2 separate regions of the Pan troglodytes genome follow, and region 1 is linked to region 2. A link is a contact called in public Hi-C data. All regions are on one chromosome and are shown on one strand. Each heading gives the region's core, a stretch centred on a gene start, on an enhancer-like site or on the middle of the called end of the contact. The rest is flanking DNA. Distances are from core to core; before and after follow the strand shown. Region 1 has its middle 83 kb from the start of FOXN3. Region 2 overlaps FOXN3 (forkhead box N3).

Region 1 (4,407 bases), core at 471-2,970, 270 kb after region 2:
GCAGTCTGCCTGCGTCAGCCTCCCAAAACGCTGAGATTACAGGTATGAGCCATTGGGCCCATACATTTGGTACATTTTAACCACCAAATGTACAGCAAATTAATTTAATGATTTGCCCTTTGCACAGAAAGTCATTAGGTATACATAGTTTCATCGTTTTTTTCCCTCCATAGTGCTAAACATAAAACTATTCTGTTCAGACTTTTGGTTTAGCTTTCTGAATTTATCTTCTACCCTCCACCATGCAAATTAAAGGTTCTGTTTTGATACTGGGAAAAAATGATCTAAGATTAAGAGGACATTGTGTATATGTCTCTGTGTGTGTGTGTGTGTGTGTATAAATTAATTTTATATGATCACTTGTCCAACCACAATCACGTTTTCAAACTAAAAAGTGTGTCAAAGTGGTTTTAGAAGAAATTAAATAGTCTGGCAAGATGAAGAATAAAAAAGTTCCAAGTGAATGATCCTTTGGAGTGGAAAAAGGTTAGCTGTGAATATGCTTTTGAAATATACTACAGAGGATTCTCATCCCAAGATTATGGTCGTTCATGCCTCTAGGTTTAAGTGTTGCTCAATCAGCAAGGTGCTCAATTCAGTGATTGCTGCGCATTTCCTTGTTGATCAAGAAAATGCAGAATCTCAGCGCAGACACATTTACCAGCACATTTACCATAAAAATGAATATAAGAAATAGGATTTTGATTTAAATTTTCCAGTTGCAGCAGATCGAGAAAAATATGTGCAGGAGAGGATTCCATTTGAAAAGCTCTGATTCAAATAAGTCAAAGAGAATGCATCTCTATGTACCTAATGTTGTCTTCGAATTAGATAGTAAGCTTTTCTCGCTCAGAGCCCTTGTCAATTTGATTAAACTCACAAACATGTGACTGACTCCGCCTCTGTTAAAAACACTCAAGCCAGAGAACGACTGAGAAGCGTGTGGCTTTGTCTTTGTGAGTGGGTCTTTTGGCCAAGCGATCATTACACTAGCTAAATGGGTGTACGGTTAAATTTAATACTCCACAACTGAATTCTCCAATCGCAGCTCACTGCAAAAAGTGATTTAGAATAATGCAAATTTGAGTCCAGAATCTAGAACACCCTTCCAGGCACGGAGGTTTTCCGTTTAAATGGCCCTCGGGAAATAACACTGATTTTCAACGTCGTTTTAAAAGGCAGCTTTTTTTGGAAGCTGCTATCTTTTGCATATTCTCTTTCCGAGATTAAAGAACCTTCAGGTGACAACACCTAGGGTAAAAGGACGGGACATCAGGCTGCAGACGTGCGTGTGCGTGTGTGCACGCGCGTGCAGTCTTGACTAGGTGTGGAAAAAAGGTCCGAAGAGATTCCAAAATCAAAAAAATTCCCTCGGTCTACTCCGGCCCGGAAGACCAACTCAGACCCCACCAGACAAACTGGAAAGTCTCCAAGCTCTCAGTCGCCCCAGTCGGCCGGGGAGTGAGTGGGGCCGACCGGCCTTGCGGCCCTGCCACCTTTCGGGGCGACTCGGTTTCTCCACTGACACCCCCGGCCGCGAGGTCTGGTCCATCCCGAGGTGGGAGCTAGGCAGGGACGCCACCTGGCAGCCCACTCTGGGCCCCTGGCCCGCGTTTCCCGCAGGCGCCGGCGGCGTCGGGCGCGGCTGCCGCGCTGCCATGGCAACGGCGGTCCGCCCCCCGCTTCCCGGCGCCGGCGCGCCAGCGGGGCGGGGCGGGGCGGGCGTTGCTAGGAAACCGGCGGCGGGCCGCCTCCGCGGCGCGGTCTCTCGGCTTCCACCCTTCACCTACTTCCCCTGCGGGGCCGGAGTGGGGGAGGGTCGGGGGAGGCCATCGGGAAGCCACGTGGTGGCCCGGGGCCTCGGGCATCATTCTGCGTTGCGCCGTCCCTTCCAGGTCGAGTTGACGGCCTTTTCCCCCTTGGCGTACAAGTATTGAGTCCCGCGCCCTGGGAGGGAGACGGCGCTCAGCAAATTTAGATGAATGCAACGCTTCAACGTGGGCTCTCGACCTCTGGTCCCGCATCCCCTGCCGGCTCTATTAGGACAATAAAGTCCCCAAACTCCACTGGAGGGCTCTTCACCCACTCTTCTTCCCCCTCCAAAGGAACCATCTCTTGAACTTCACGAAATCCAGGAGCAATGCTAAGCGTTTTGTATACATCACCTCATTTTCAATCCTGTGAGGTGGGAGCTGGGAACTTCATTTTAACAGGAATAAAATGTGGCCTACAGCTGCTTGGGGTGGAGCCAGGACTTGAAGTCCAGTTGCGCTTATTAATTTCAAGGTGTCTGCCTTTTTATAATGCTCAAGTTCGTCCTCTCAGCTGCCTCTTGGCTAGCCCAGCATCCCCCTTTGCTGTCCAAACACCCACACCAGCCAGGACACACTGTCTGGAACATGGTCTGACAAGGGGATTAAAAACTTGAAATCAAGGTTGTCCAAAAAATCTGGGGCATACGGTTTATGTTGATGTATCATTGATAATTTACAGATGTCCCAGTCTGTAATGTGCTACCAGAATAACCACTTATGATCATCAAATTCTTAGGAAATGAAAATCCAAACCAAAGACAATTGACTCATGGTAGGTACTCCATTCTGGGCTTTAACATTTTTTTTTTCTTGTAAACCATAGCTGTTCACTAAGTGTTTTTTTTTTGTTTTTGTTTTTCTTTATTTCCTTGTCACTGACTTGAAGCTCAAGAGTGTATTTTCTACTAGGGAACTGTCTTGGGTTGCCAAGGATTTGCGTGCAAGCAATTTATTAAGGAAGAGCTTCCAGGAGAAACTAGAAAGGGAAGCAGAATAGGAAAGAAGCAGCCAAGCAAGGGAGCAATTTAAGGTGAAGTTCCAGCCCCAGCAAGATCCCCAACTAGTTCTGGAGCATAAATTAGAATTTATCCCAACTTGAGGCAAGGGAGCTGGGGTTTTCATAACCCTGCACCAATTAGTCACTGGCTATAGTCTTTCCTGGAAAGGGTCGGGGGACAAAAATACCTAGCACTTCTGGTTCTGAGGTGAGTCTGGGTGAGTCTAGGCACTTAATTTAGACGCGTTAAGTGAGTCTAGGTGCTTAATACCTCTTTTGCAGTGAAGTGGCTCCTGTAGATTAAGGGAAGGAAGTTCTCTGAAGGAAGTTAGGGGTATGAACCTTTAGGAGTAAACCACTTAGAAGCTGGGGCTAGGGGCAATGAACTGGAAAGGGGGATATGAAGGGATCTGGGCAGAGCACCAACAACACCCATGACAGTCCACCCCTTGCACCACTTAGATCCACATGTGCATTAGTTCGTTCTCAGGCTGCTATAAAGAAATACCTGAGGCTGCAAAATTTATAAAGAAAAGAGGTTTAATTGGCTCATGGTTCTGCAGGCTGTACAGGAAGTATGGTGGCCTCTGCTTAGCTTCTGGGGAGATCTCAAGAAACCTTCAATCATGGTGGGAAGTGAAAGAGAAGCAGGTACATCCTACATGGCCAGGGCAGGACCAAGGAAGAGAAGGGGAGATGCTACACACTTTTAAGCAACCAGATCTTGCCATAACTCACTCATGAGAACAGCACCAAAGGGGAAATCTATTCCCATAATCCAGTTACCTCCCACCAGGCCCCCACCTCCAACACTGGGGATTACAAATCCACATGGGATTTGGGTGTGGACACAAATCCAAACGATATCAACATGCTTCTCACATCAGTTTCACTTCATCATGTCACAGCTTATTCAAAAAAGACAGACCATAGATAGCCCTTGCTGCTGCAGCTGGTCCTAAGACAATAACATATTCATCATCTGTATTAGTTCCTTCTCATGGTGCTAACCTGAGACTGGGTAATTTATGAAGAGGTTTAATTGACTCACAGTTCAGGATGGCTGGGGAAGCCTCAGGAAACTTACAATCATGGTGGAAGGGGAAGCAAAGACATCCTTCTTCACATGGACGCTGGAAGAAGAATGACAGCTGAGTGAAGGGGAAAGCCCCTTATAAAATCATCAGATCTCATGAGAACTCACTTACTATCACTTGAATAGCATGGGGGAAATCACACCCATGATTCAGTTACCTCCCATGGGGTCCCTCCCGTGATACTTGGGGATTATGGGAACTACAATTCAAGATGAGATTTGGGTGGAGACACAGTCAAATTATACCATAATCTTTCTTCCCTATCATCCATTCTAGATTCTCCTCAACCTCAACTAGCCCCCCATTTTTTTTTTTTTGAGACAGAGTCTCACTCTGTTGCCAGGCTGGAGTGCAGTGGCGCCATCTTGGTTCACTGCAATCTCTGCCTCCTGGGTTCAAGTGATTTTCCTCCCTCAGCCTCCCAAGTAGCTGGGACTACAGGCGCGCACCACCGCGCCCAGTTAATTTTTTTTGTATTTTTAGTAGAGATGGGGTTTCA
Region 2 (4,264 bases), core at 104-2,603:
GAGGTTCACTTGAGCCCTGGAGGTTGAAGCTACAGTAAGCCATGATCATGCCACTAAATGTGGTTACAAGTTATTTTTATTTTTCATATCTGATAGAAAATCTGTGCCCAGCTGAGTTACCCCACATGACCAGAGCTACTAATGCTTCTCCTGCCCCAGGGATATTCGTGATGCTTATCTGATACAAGAGGAGATCACCTCTCTCAGTTCTTGAACTCATTTTATCTACGGCTGACTTTTTTTGTTGTGTTTTGTTTTCTTTTCTTTTTTTTTTTTTTTTTTTTTTTGAGACAGAGTGTCACTCTGTAGCCCAGGCTGGAATGCAGTGGCACGATCTTGGCTCACTGCTACCTCTGCCTCCCGGGTCCTGGTTCAAGCAATTCTCCCACCTCAGCCTCCCAAGTAGCTGGGATTATAGGCACATGCCATCATACCCAGCTATTTTTTGTATTTTCAGTAGAGATGGGGGTTTCACCATGTTGGCCAGGCTGGTCTTGAACTCCTGACCTCGTGATCCGCCCACCTTGGCCTCCCAAAGTGCTGGGATTACAGGCGTGAGCCACTGCGCCTGGCCTGTTTTGTTTTGTTTTTGAGACAGAGTCCTGCTCTGTTGCCCAGGCTGGAGTGCAGTGGCTCAATCTCGGCTCACTGCGACCTCTGCCTCCTGGGTTCAAGTGATTCTCCTGCCTTAGCCACCTGAGTAGCTGGGATTACAGGCTTGTGCCACCATGCCCGGCTAATTTTTTTTTTTTTAATAGACACGGGGTTGAGCATGTTGGCCACGCTGGTCTCGAACTCCTGACCTCAGGTGTTCTACCCACCTTGGCCTCCCAAAGTGCTGGGATTATAGGCATGAGCCACCGCGCCCAGCCTATAGCTGACTATTTTTATTCACAGTAGTTGTGTTCTATAAAGTGCCACAAACACTGAATTAACAAATCCTGAATCATTGCTCCTAGGGGAAATATGGGGTTAGGTTCCTGTGAGCCTCCACTCACAACACTTTCATCAACCAATCAAAACATAATTTTACTGATATATTATCACATCATAATTTTGTTGATATTTATTTTATCTGTGTTTCCATTTAAGAAGCTTTTTGAATATATATTGTTGTTCGTTCACAATGAACTGTGCCAGAATGACGCTTATCTAATACACATTTTATCCATAAGGCATACCACAGCCTTCCTGCACTTAGAAACACTAGATAGCACTTCAGCAGTGCTTGGGCTCTGTTTCAAACAGCAAAATGAACAAAAATGCAAAAAATGTGGTACTAAACAGACCACAAAAAGGACACTTGGAAAGCCGAAACAAGCGGGCAGAACATCACTTTGTTCACCCTCAGCTGGGAACGTGCACACTGAATGACTCATTTGTACGCGTCCATGAGTGACCACAAAAGCACCAGGAGTACTGATTTTTTTTTTTTTTTTCTTTTTTGAGACAGGGTCTTGCTCTTGTCACCCAGGCTGGAGCGCAGTGGCATGACCTCAGCTCATTGCAATCTCTGCCTCCCAGGTTCAAGTGATTCTCCCTGCCTTAGCCTCCTGAGTAGCTGGGATTACAGGCGCCCACCATCACGCCCAGCTAATTTTTTGTATTTTTAGTAGAGACAGGGTTTCACCATGTTGGCCAGGCTGGTCTAGAACTCCTGACCTCAGGTGACCCACCCGCCTCGGCCTCCCAAAGTGCTGGGAAGGCGTGAGCCACCATGCCCGGGCAGGAGTACTGATTTTGAGATTACAGGTAAATTTTAGCAAGAGGGTGAATTCGCAAATACAAAAACTACCAATGATGAGGACTGACTGCATTTAACAAACACCGAAATAGCACTTAACTGGATGCCAGACAGTGTTCTAAAGCTCTGAAAATATTCACTCATTTCAGCCTCACATTAATCATGTGAAGTAGGTACTATTATTATCCCCATTTTATCAACAGAGATTCTGAGGCACAGAGAAGTTTGGCCACTTGCTCATAACACACAGCTGGTAAATGATGGGGCTGGGAATTGAACCCACACAGTGAGTTTGGGAAAGCTTCAGAACATCTGGCTTCTTAGAGAACCTCTCAGGGGCCTAGGACATGAAGGACAGGACCAGTGGGGCACAAGGGAGAAAAAATTGTGACCAAGAAATAGAAGAGGAGGGCCGGGCGCAGTGGCTCATGCCTGTAATCCCAGCACTTTGAGAAACCGAGGCGGGTGGATCACTTGAGGTCAGGAGTTCAAGACCAGCCTGGCCAACATGGTGAAACCCTGTTACTAAAAATACAAAAATTAGCCAGGCGCAGTGGTGGGTTCCTGTACTCTCAGTTACTTGGGAGGCTGAGGCAGGAGAAATGCTTGAACCAGGGAGGTGGAGGTTGCAGTGAGCTGATATCGTGCCACTGCACTCCAGCCTGGTCGACAGAGTGAGCCTCTGTCTCAAAAAAAAAAAAGAAAAAGAAAAAGAAGAAAAAAAACACAAGAGGAGGAAGGAAAAGGGGACTTTTTTTTTTTTTTTTTTTTGAGATGGAGTCTTGCTCTGTTGCCCAGACTAGAGTGCAGTGGTGCGATCTTGGCTCACTGCAACCTCCGCCTCCTGGGTTCAAGCGATTCTCCTGCCTCAGCATCCCAAGTATGTGGGATTACAGGCCTCCACCACTGCGCCCGGCTAATTTTTTTTTTTTTTTTTTTTTTTTGTATTCTTAGTAGAGATGGGGTTTCACCATCTTGGCCAGGCTGGTCTCCAGCTCCTAGACCTCGTGATCCACCTGCCTCGGCCTTCCAAAGTGCTGGGATTACAGGAGTGAGCCACCGTGCCCGGCCAGGACTTTTTAACTGAATGAAAAGGCACTACTTGCAAAAACTCAAAGTTCAACTTCTATGTCATAATCAACAAAGTATGGTGTATCTTTGTAATAAAAAAATAAATCAACTAGATACTGAACGTCACCAACAGAGTGTAAGTGCCTTGAGGGGCAAGGGACTCTGTTTTCTCTTCTGCTCATAGCACATGGCACAGTGGTAATAAAAAATATTGATCACTTAACAGGAAAAAAAAAAGTCTCCTTTTTATCCCTCTCTCAAGCTGGCACCTATTAACTCTACAGATCAGTCAGAGAAAAGTAGCCTCATCAACATTTTCCTCCTCCAAAGTTTTTAAGAGATTTTATTGTTTTCCTCTCTTTAGTGAGTACACCAAGTACCATAGTCTCGTGGGTTTCGGTGGCTAAGTCTGCCAAAGTCTTATCCACGCCAAGAAATAACTTCTCTCGTTTTACTTTTTCAGAGGGGTGTGAAAGAAAACAATTGATTCTTCTCTCTACGATAGTCTTTTTAAAACAAAGTAAGAGCTCCGAATTTGATGAACTCCCTGAGAAACAGAATATAGATTAAATGATTACTAACATATTTCCCTGCAGCACAAAGTTCTTTTTTGGAGATTAGCAATTTATTCCACTTATTACAACAGCCAAACCTGAAGTCTCTTTTCATTGGCTAGTCAAGTTCACCAACCCTTTCTGTTTTGAAATCCTCACTCCTTCCCAAAATAGTGTATCTTGTGCCTTTAATATTGAGGTTGAGGTGCAGGCAAAAGGTGTCCAGAAATTGTGAGACGTGACTGCATGTGAGTACTCAATCTTAAAAGGGTCGGGGCTGGAAAGGAAGCAGGCAGGTGAATTGCTAGCTCTTTCTGTGGGTATGTTCAACAGCACCTCACTTCTCTGCACTCAAAGACGTGATTCTGACTGGTTTCAAAGATTTGGCCCCCAAACAACCAGGCGTCCTTTTTAAGTTGGCATTGCTTCCAGAGAGGAATCCTGAACATGTTTCCTCTATGCCTCACACAGCGCCAGGCCAGCTGTCTAACAATATGGGTCCCGGAAGGGGGTGCTGCCCACGTTGGTGACGGCAGCCATGAGTGCCTGTTGCTCGCAGCAGACGTCAGAGAGACCTCAGCGCAGGGGTCCAAGCACCTGGCCAAGGCACCCTGCGCAGGCCTCCACGCCCCACGAGTGCCTGCAGAGGCTACCTGAGGACCAAGGTGGGCATGCCACGGTGTCCGGGACTTCTGGATGGAGGCCAGTCCCAGGGAGTGAATGGCAGAGCTCTCCGGAGGCTGCCCAGGCCAGGTTCAATGGGAGGGATGAACTTCATGACATCCGTTCCAAAGAAATCCCACCTGCTACTGGCATGCCTAGGCTTGTCTTCCCCACATACCAGCCTCCCAGGCATGTCTCCAAGGGCTCAGTGAGGAGGCAGCTGCAACAGTTC

What was found. Hi-C and Micro-C count contacts between places; a contact is called where the count stands out from the background.
Region 1: a Hi-C map of stem cell-derived neural progenitor cells shows a contact between it and region 2, with 4 times the contacts expected there. The contact joins two enhancer-like sites. A contact is called at or near these places in 1 of 7 Hi-C or Micro-C datasets (stem cell-derived neural progenitor cells) and 1 of 1 datasets of contacts at active chromatin or transcription factors (stem cell-derived excitatory neurons).

Annotation. Positions count from the first base shown.
Region 1 is chr15:87,705,906-87,710,312 of NHGRI_mPanTro3-v2.0_pri, forward strand. No RefSeq gene overlaps it. Among named protein-coding and RNA genes, the nearest start is that of FOXN3, 83 kb to the left of the region's middle. Within about 2 kb of position 1,721, at least 15 of the 24 cell types and tissues checked have an H3K27ac peak or open chromatin away from gene starts, as enhancers often do. A contact at or near this core is called in stem cell-derived neural progenitor cells, where this site is marked.
Region 2 is chr15:87,432,293-87,436,556 of NHGRI_mPanTro3-v2.0_pri, forward strand. All of the region lies in intron 2 of FOXN3 (forkhead box N3), which reads right to left. Among named protein-coding and RNA genes, the nearest start is that of FOXN3, 190 kb to the right of the region's middle. Within about 2 kb of position 1,354, at least 3 of the 24 cell types and tissues checked have an H3K27ac peak or open chromatin away from gene starts, as enhancers often do. A contact at or near this core is called in stem cell-derived neural progenitor cells, where this site is marked.